Regions from separate parts of the Pan troglodytes genome. Here region 1 is linked to region 2. The links are chromatin contacts, called in public capture Hi-C maps. All regions are on one chromosome and are shown on one strand. Each heading gives the region's core, a stretch centred on a gene start, on an enhancer-like site or on the middle of the called end of the contact. The rest is flanking DNA. Distances are from core to core; before and after follow the strand shown.

What was found. Capture Hi-C pulls out chosen DNA fragments and counts their contacts.
Region 1: a contact with region 2 is called in a capture Hi-C map of stem cell-derived neural stem cells, with 6 times the contacts expected there. The contact joins two enhancer-like sites. A contact is called at or near these places in 3 of 7 Hi-C or Micro-C datasets (blood, induced pluripotent stem cells and stem cell-derived neural progenitor cells) and 1 of 1 other capture datasets (stem cell-derived neural stem cells).

The regions. Positions count from the first base shown.
Region 1 is chr1:43,286,533-43,290,642 of NHGRI_mPanTro3-v2.0_pri, reverse strand. SLC41A1 (solute carrier family 41 member 1) reads right to left here. Exons shown (of 11, transcript XM_016937334.3): 11 at 1-1,936. The coding sequence ends at 1,751. Among named protein-coding and RNA genes, the nearest start is that of RAB29, 16 kb to the left of the region's middle. Within about 2 kb of position 2,227, at least 7 of the 24 cell types and tissues checked have an H3K27ac peak or open chromatin away from gene starts, as enhancers often do. A contact at or near this core is called in stem cell-derived neural stem cells, where this site is marked.
Region 2 is chr1:43,102,426-43,106,361 of NHGRI_mPanTro3-v2.0_pri, reverse strand. RAB7B (RAB7B, member RAS oncogene family) reads right to left here. Exons shown (of 6, transcript XM_016937348.3): 6 at 1,809-3,936. The coding sequence ends at 3,917. Among named protein-coding and RNA genes, the nearest start is that of RAB7B, 27 kb to the right of the region's middle. Within about 2 kb of position 2,246, at least 8 of the 24 cell types and tissues checked have an H3K27ac peak or open chromatin away from gene starts, as enhancers often do. A contact at or near this core is called in stem cell-derived neural stem cells, where this site is marked.

The DNA of each region.
Region 1 (4,110 bases), core at 978-3,477, 180 kb before region 2:
ATAAGGTGCAGTGTTGTAGAAACAGGATCATTGCCTAAACCTTCCATTGGAGGTGGGCCCTTGAGGCTACAGATCGAAGGGTTTCTGTAGAAGCTTCTGAGAGAGAAGTTAGAAAAAGCCTACATCCAAATCCCCAGATCTGTACACGTGTGACTGCGGATGGAGGCTCCAGTTTTCTCCCAATTTTGTGCTAGGCAGAGAAAAGTAGAAACAACCAGATGATGTCCACCCTGCTAGTTCTAAATCCTCTTTTGGGTGCTTGGTAAGGAGAGGTGGAGGGAAGGGAATGTGAGGAAGGGCCGTTTAGGGAAATAAATACTGGTTGAGCAATGGGGCGGTGGCTCTAGCTGTGGTCAGCACTGCACAGAGTAGGGGTCTGGAAAGGAGAAAGAGGCAGAAGAATCTGGCTTGAAGTAGATGCAAATACTTACAACGAGGAAACTTTCTCTGCCAGATTCAAAGGGGCACATGGCCTTTGTAACCTGGAGAATGAGGTGAGGTTAGAGCTGTGTTTCCCTTACCACTGGCTTATCAGTGCCTGGCACAGTACCTAACACATAGTAGGCACTCAATAAATATTGCTCAAAGAATGTTTCAGACCATGCTTGTCTGCAGGAGAGCTCATCTTGCGGAGGCTGCATATTAAATGAACGAATAAATGATTGGTGAATGTTTGTGGGTAGAAGCCAAGAAAGAGGAAAACTGACCTCTATGGCATGACAGAATGAGTAATTTTAGGAAGTGACAGGGTCCAAGGTGAACAAGTGATTATGTCCTCAGGAGAAATGGCAGCAATGAGACACCTGTGGTTGTCCTCAACCTCCAAACCATTCTCCACATACCCATGACCTGTCCCTAATCTCAAAACCCAACCTGGCAAGCTCTGGGGAAGGTAGTGCTTAGAGACAATTTGAGATGAAGGTTGAAGAGAGACAAAGAATCTGGGCCCAGGGAGACAAAGTCATCTGGGCCCAGGGAGAATGTGGATTTTGGGGAACCAATAGGTGGACATGGGTCAACAGGGAGAAGAGTGCACTGTTCCATTTTTTCCTGGATATGACAATCAACTGGAAATGATCAGAGGGAGGGGTTGTTGATGTTGACCAGGCCATTGAACAAGAGGCATGTGCACAAATTGAAAAGTCAGTCCACCTTACTCTTTCTGCGAGTGGGAACGCTTAGGTCCAGAGGGCAAGAGAACAGAGCTGGGATCACAGGGGCCTGGAGCAGCTGTCTCCTGTCCAGAGCTTTGAAGTTGGTCCACTTCTACAAAAGTATGTCTGTGTTTGGGAGTGTTACTTATTCTTCTGTCCCTCTGTTCAACCAAAACCAAAAATAAAACAAAACAGATAAAAAGAAAACAAAACCAAAAATCCAGAGCCCACTTACAAAGGGTTTCTCATTAGGGCCAAGACAGGTTGCTAAAGCCAAACCCCATGTCCCCAGATTCCAGACAAAACTCCCCTGCTCCAGTCCACATCACCTGGAGGCACCCACCATGAAACTGCACTTGGTGATTGTCTCAAAAACCTACTTGTACTGCTTATCTCAGGCCATCTGTGTTTCCCAAATTCTTGCTATACAAACTTGGCTCAATGTATAAAAATTCCCATTGAAAATAATGAGAATTTGGTATCAAAGTGAAGTCCTAGAAAGAGGTGGGAGTGTGGGGTGGAGGAGGGACAGGGGAACAAAAGAAAAATTTCAAATAGAAAGTGCAGAGGGATGGGGAAAATGTTGAGTGACCAAGCTAGTCCCCGACATCCGTGTCTCGGTCCCCTATGAGCCAGAGAACATGGAAGCTGAGTGCTAGGAGCCCAGTGCCAAGCAGGTCCCCCAGAGCAGTCAAGTATGGGATGGAGAAGTTGTCCGGGTCCAGGCCCCGGCCCCACATCCAGTGCACCATCCAGTCTGCGATGTACAGGAGAATCAGCACCTGGGGAGACAAAAGGGCCCAGCCTATAGCCATCCTCTCTCTCCAGGGGGAGCCAGAGGCCACATGATCAGACCCATTCAGTGCATCACAAGGCTTGGCTGGCCACAATCCTTACTTTTTAATCTTCCTCTTTCCACCCCAGCAACCTCTCTGTGTTTCTCCACCCCACAATTACCACTTTGAGCAGACAACAAGCACAATAAGAGCTCTTTAGAAAGGAAGATGCTGCTACGACCCAGGGTCACCCACATCAGCATTATATTCTGCTCCCAAGTTTACCAAACAAGGAGCTTCCTGACCTAAATCCTACTTGTTGCAGAAACTCAGCCCTCTTGCCTCTAACTCTGGGTCACCTCATTCTGGGGTTACTCCAATTCCTGCCATGTTGGCCTTTCCAGGAGCATGGCAGGGGGCTGGCTGCTGGAGTCAGCTTTTCCTAAAGGGATGTCTTCTCTAGGCAGAGTGGTATAAGGATAGTGTTTGAAGCTGCTGCTGGCGGTTGTCTTAAGTAACAGATGATCATCCAAAGCTGGCTTCCTCCTGACCCTTTTCATTCTGTTGTTGTGGCTTTTCATTCCATTTCTTTTCCATTGTTTGGGCTCAAAGAATGCAAGTTTATTTTAACATTAGTCCTAATAAAGTTGAATTGTGAATAAGTCACCTCAATATTAATATAAAGCAGACAATGCATACCAATTCAAAATACATTTGACATGATCTGTGGCTTTGATTTTATCTGTGTTCTTGCTTACCTTCTATTAATACAGATAATTAAGAATGACTCAGATCAGAATCTCGCTAGTGGGTCCAGGACCAGCAGCATCAACAACAGCTGGGTGCTTGTTAGAAATGCAAAATCTCTGGACCTCTTGAGTCAGAGTCCGCATTTAACAAGATTTACATGCGCTTTTAAGTTGGCGATGCCCTTGATCTAGAATACCACGGTGGGGCAGGCCTGAATCTCCTAGAATCTGCACAGTGCCTGACATTTGGGCTCCCTAAATGACTGCATCTGCGTGAGAATGAAACAGATTCTGACGGTCAAGCTCCAATACAGTCAGTCATCTGGGAGGTTTTACCCTTGACTATACTTTGTAAATACTGTGGTATGAAAATTCTGCCCTAAGGGATCCAGATGCGGGAACCACAGCCCTTAAGGGATCCAGAAGCCAGAACTGATACCTATTTTTAGGCAATCTTGGTTGCTCTCCTGTCCTCTCTCTCTTTTTTTTTAAATTTTAGGCTCTGCCTGAGAGAATCCTGCCCTCTCTCCAAGGAAGCCAGAGATGACTCTTCACATTCTCCCTTGCTCTGCACACAGCTGTCTTGTGCTACCACGGCCTTGGCTCCCCTACCTTCCATAACTTCACACCCTTTCCAGCAGCTGCAGAAGGGTCCCAAATAAAGAGCATGGCCAGGAGGCCTTTGGGACATGCCCTAGGAAGGGAATGGTAGCAGCTGTCCTCACATTCCAGCTTCTTGAGCAGGCCCCAGGACACACAGCTGGGAGGAGGTGGCAAAGGGATCAATAAGAGCCTTTACAGGGGATCAAGTGTCACGCTCTGGCCCTCCACAGATCTAGAGAGGACAGCAGAGGCAAGAATGTCTCCAGGGTATTCATCATGGGTGATGGCACTGAAGCTCATCCTTTCCAATTCAGGCCAAGGGATGAGCTGAAAACCTCCACCACAGACCCCTGGCATATCCACCCCCATCTTCCCACCACGTGCTGCACTGGAACCCACTAGCAACGGAATGTGGCAGCTTGGCTAACTGCGGCAGGGCAACAGCATATGGCTGATTCTCAGCCCCGCCCCTGCCAAGATGTCCGAACACAACCTTTCTAAAGCTGGGGGTAAGGGGGCTGGAGGGATAGGTGTTAATCAATACAAGACTGGCGAAATAAAATTATGGTCTGGGTATCACAGAATATGATGGAGCTGTAAGAAAATCAGGGTGTTGTTCTCTTTATGTATTGATATGGAATGATCTCAAAGATAAACTTAAATGAAAAATGCAGGGTGCAGACAGTGTGTACAGTATACTACATGTGTGTAAAAAAGAGGAAGGAAATAAGAAAAATATATGTTTACTTTTATAAAGACACACAAGAAAGGGATAATACTGATGGTCTGTGAAGGAGAGAAACAGATGGCTGTGAAGAAGAGGACAGA
Region 2 (3,936 bases), core at 997-3,496:
ACAGCACTCACACCACAAACATACCACACACACCACACATGCACACACCACATACTACACACATGCACACACACACCACACCTTACACACCACTTACATACACATCACACTACATATAGCATGCATGCACACATACATACACACCACACATCATACACATGCACACCACATACATATGCACATCATACCACACACACCACACATGCGCATACCCACACACCACATACACACCACACACATCACACCACACACATCACACATGCCACCTACACCCACCCACCCACACCCTCATTCAGAGACCCCACGAATACACACCACATACAAACACACATCATACACACACACCACACACATACCGCAAACGCACAGCATACTGTACACACAGAACATATACATCACACATACCACACACCATACACATACCACACACACACACAGACACATCAAAGACACACACATACCACATACCACCCACCCTCCACACACAACACACACCACCCTCAGACACGTACACAATCTTGGTACGGGCCATTGACCCTCTGCAGGAGTTCAACTTCCTGCCTAGCCTGGCCCATCCCCATCGCACCTAGGGAGCCTCCCGGAGTGCGCACAGCCCACTGTCACGGCTAGGCTGCCACACACCTCTCAGCCAGTCCGGTGTCACTGCCGGCGTGACTGTTTTGTGGACCCCATTGGACTGTGCGGTCCCAGGACTCCCACGCCATGGGTGCTGCCTGGTGCCTGACCTTGCAGGGACCTGCTTGAGGCGTTGCCTGTGGCTGGTGGACAGGACAGGCCACCAAACACTCAGTGAGGGTTGGGGACTTCTGCTGAGTGGGAGCAAATGGCAGGAACAGTCAGCATTTCCCAAAATCCCCGTGGGCGGTTTGGCACCCACCCAGGCCCAGCCCAGGTTTATTTGGTGATAAGATTTGGTTTTGTTTTTTCCCAAGGCCCAAGGGCGTGTGCCACCCAGAGCCCTGGCCTGGATTATCTGTTGCTCAGTGGCAGCCTGGAGCTGTGCCTCGCAGTGGGGCTGTGCGGGGCACGGGGTGGTCTTATTCATCCTGGCCCTCTTCTTTACAGGGATGGTGATGAAGGACCCCAGAAGCGCTGCCTGTACACCCCCAACCAGGCTCCAGTGGGTGCCACTTGTCCCGGCCTGAAGTCAAAGCCTCCAGATGCTGCCTCCCTCTGCCAATTCCTATACCTGTTGGGGTGGACACTGAGGGCCAGTCCCAGACTTGGGAGCAGGGTGGGAGTGGGATGGGGGGTGGTGCGTAGGGAGGACCTCTATGTGGCCCTGATTGTTGGCTCAGTTTCCTCTGCCTGGGGGATGGGTCAAGGTGTCCCCTGGTTGTGACAGAACGGATGCTGTGGGTTCTCAGCCCCTGCAATCCCCACCCTGCCTTTGGAACATTCTGTCCTGGCTCCTGAGTCTGAAGAAGGTGCAAAATGTGTGGTTTGGAACTCGTATTGAATCTGAGCATGGCTCTGGCTCTTGCAGACTCAGAATCTTTTCCATTCTAGCTTCAGTGTGTCTGAGACTCATTGTTTGCTAAGGATTGATTCCATGAATGAGTGACCTGCCCTCAGTGGGGCCCATCCTTGATCGAAGGCTCTGTTGTTGCTGTCTTGAAACTCAATAATGTCTGAACAAGAGACCCGGCATCTCCATTATGCACCGGGTTCTGTAAATTATGTAGCCAGTCTCAGTTCACTTTTAGTTGTCTGCCCTTTAGTATCTTTTTCATGTCGAACCACGTAGATGTATTTTTAAAAATATAAAATCTAAGTCGCACAAAAGATAAAAACAAAGAAGGACACATTTATTATTTGTTGTGCACCTTTAGAAATGGTCCACAGGTCCACTGCAGTGCACAAGCTGCTGCATGCACACCGCACGTGACAATCCAGTCTGCCTGACTCCCAGGACAGCCTGTGTGATATGCAAAATGCCATTCCCATGAGGGCGCATCATGTTTCCCAGGAGCTCTGAAGGACACAGATAGAGCTTGTGCTCTAGGCTGCCCCCCTGTTCCCGTGCTGGCTCCATGCTGGTGTCCAGAATGAGCCAGTTCACACTCCAGAGCCACGTGGGGGGAGAAGTGGCTCCCAAACTCCCCTGCTGACCTCCCCCCGACCACTAGGTGTACCTTCCAAGTCAGATGACAGTCATAGGCTAACATCCCCAGCTCTGCCTGGAACTCAGGAAAGGATACTTACGGGTAGACAGAAAGATTCTGCAGTGGGCATGGGCTTGGCCATTGAAGACCCTGAGAGGACATCTTGTCCACCCTCTCCAGGCTAGGCCCTGTCTGTGCTGTCTGGAGCCAGAAGAAAAAGATTCCAGCCTTGGAATCTGCAGGGATGGAGACTCCTTGCAGTGAGCTTTCTTGCATCTCATTCTAGTATTTGCCACAGATGCTGATTTCTTGCCTGAGTCATATATATTGAAGTTTTTGCTCATTTCTTACTAGGCTTAAGAAATTGGAATTCTCTGCCTTACAAATCCCAAAGGGCTAAACATGCCTCCAAGCCCATGAACAAGCTTTGAGCATCTGAAGGACAAAACCCCAGCTCCTAAAACGTTCATGAGCATCCACTTTCTGCTCAGCCTGGAAGAGAAGGAGCACTGCTGCCCTCTGGTGGTCAGGCAGCAGAGCATCTAGGAGCCACCCAAGGGAGCTGGGTCCCCTTTGCTTTGTCTTTGGGACAGCAGCTTTGAGTATTAGGTCAATGGATGTCCTTTCACTGTTCCTGGAAAATGGCAAGCTTGTTTTTGCCTCAGGGCTTTGGGTCTTGATGCTCCCTCTCCCTGGAATGTTCTTTCTCCAGCTCTCAGGTGACAGCTGCTTTCTCATTCTCTAGCCCTCAGACCAAATGCCACCTCCTCAGGGAAGCCCTCCTGGACCACTTCATCTAAAATAGCAACTCATCCCAGCCCCTGTCACTCTATCCCATTACCCTGTTTCCCTTTGTTTATAGCACTTACCTGCTATTTGGAAATATCTGTCTAGAGTCTGCGTCTCTCCCTCACCAGATATCGGCTCCAGGAGGGCAGAGTCCCTATGTTTTGTTTGTCACTGGACTTCAATGCATCGTACATAGTAGATACGCAAAAATAAACTTGTCAAAGAAGTAAATAAATGCATATTGACAACAGCTACTGGATTTAAGCACAGCTTCTGGTCCTCAAAACCACACTGTGATACAGGCAAGGCACATCTCACCCCCACAGGACAGATAAACAAATTGAGACTCAGAGATTTATGTGAGTTGCCTGAGCACCCAGCAAGGAGGAATGAGCCATGGTCCCTTGTGGCTTCTCCTGTGCTCCCTCAGTCTTCTACCCTGGAGGGAGCAGAGGGGGTCTCAGGCACGACAGCTTCTGCCAGGAGCTGAGGTGGGCCCAGCACGTGGGGTCCAGACCTTTACTCCTTAGTCTGCTCGTTGAAGGAGGCTGAGCTGTGCCATTGTCCAAAGCTTTGCTTGTGGCTGAGGGGTGTGAGGTGGGAGCGGGTGAGGAAGGTCTGTCCACAGGAGGATGTAACCAGACTCCAGTCAGTGGCCGGTCTGCGGAGATGTGTGTTCTGGAGCGGGAGTGTTTGAGGGGTGGATGGGTGGGGAAAGCTGGAGCCACTGCGGAAACTGTGACTTCTTCAGGACCAGGGTTTGGCTCTGACATTCCGGGCTTCATCCAGACGCTCTCACTATACTCAGCCTGAGCCAGGGGCTGCCCTCTGACTCTGGGCCCAGCACCAGGGTCAAGGGCGCTGCCGCAGAGCTTAGGCCCCCTGCGCTGTGCTTGGGCAGGCAGTGGGGCTGGAGGGGGATGGTCACCTGTTCTCAAGCCTGGGGTGACCAGGCTCGGGGCAGGCTCTGTTTCTGGGCTTCCAGAGCAGGCGTCTGGAGGTCAGCAGCATCTGCTCCTTG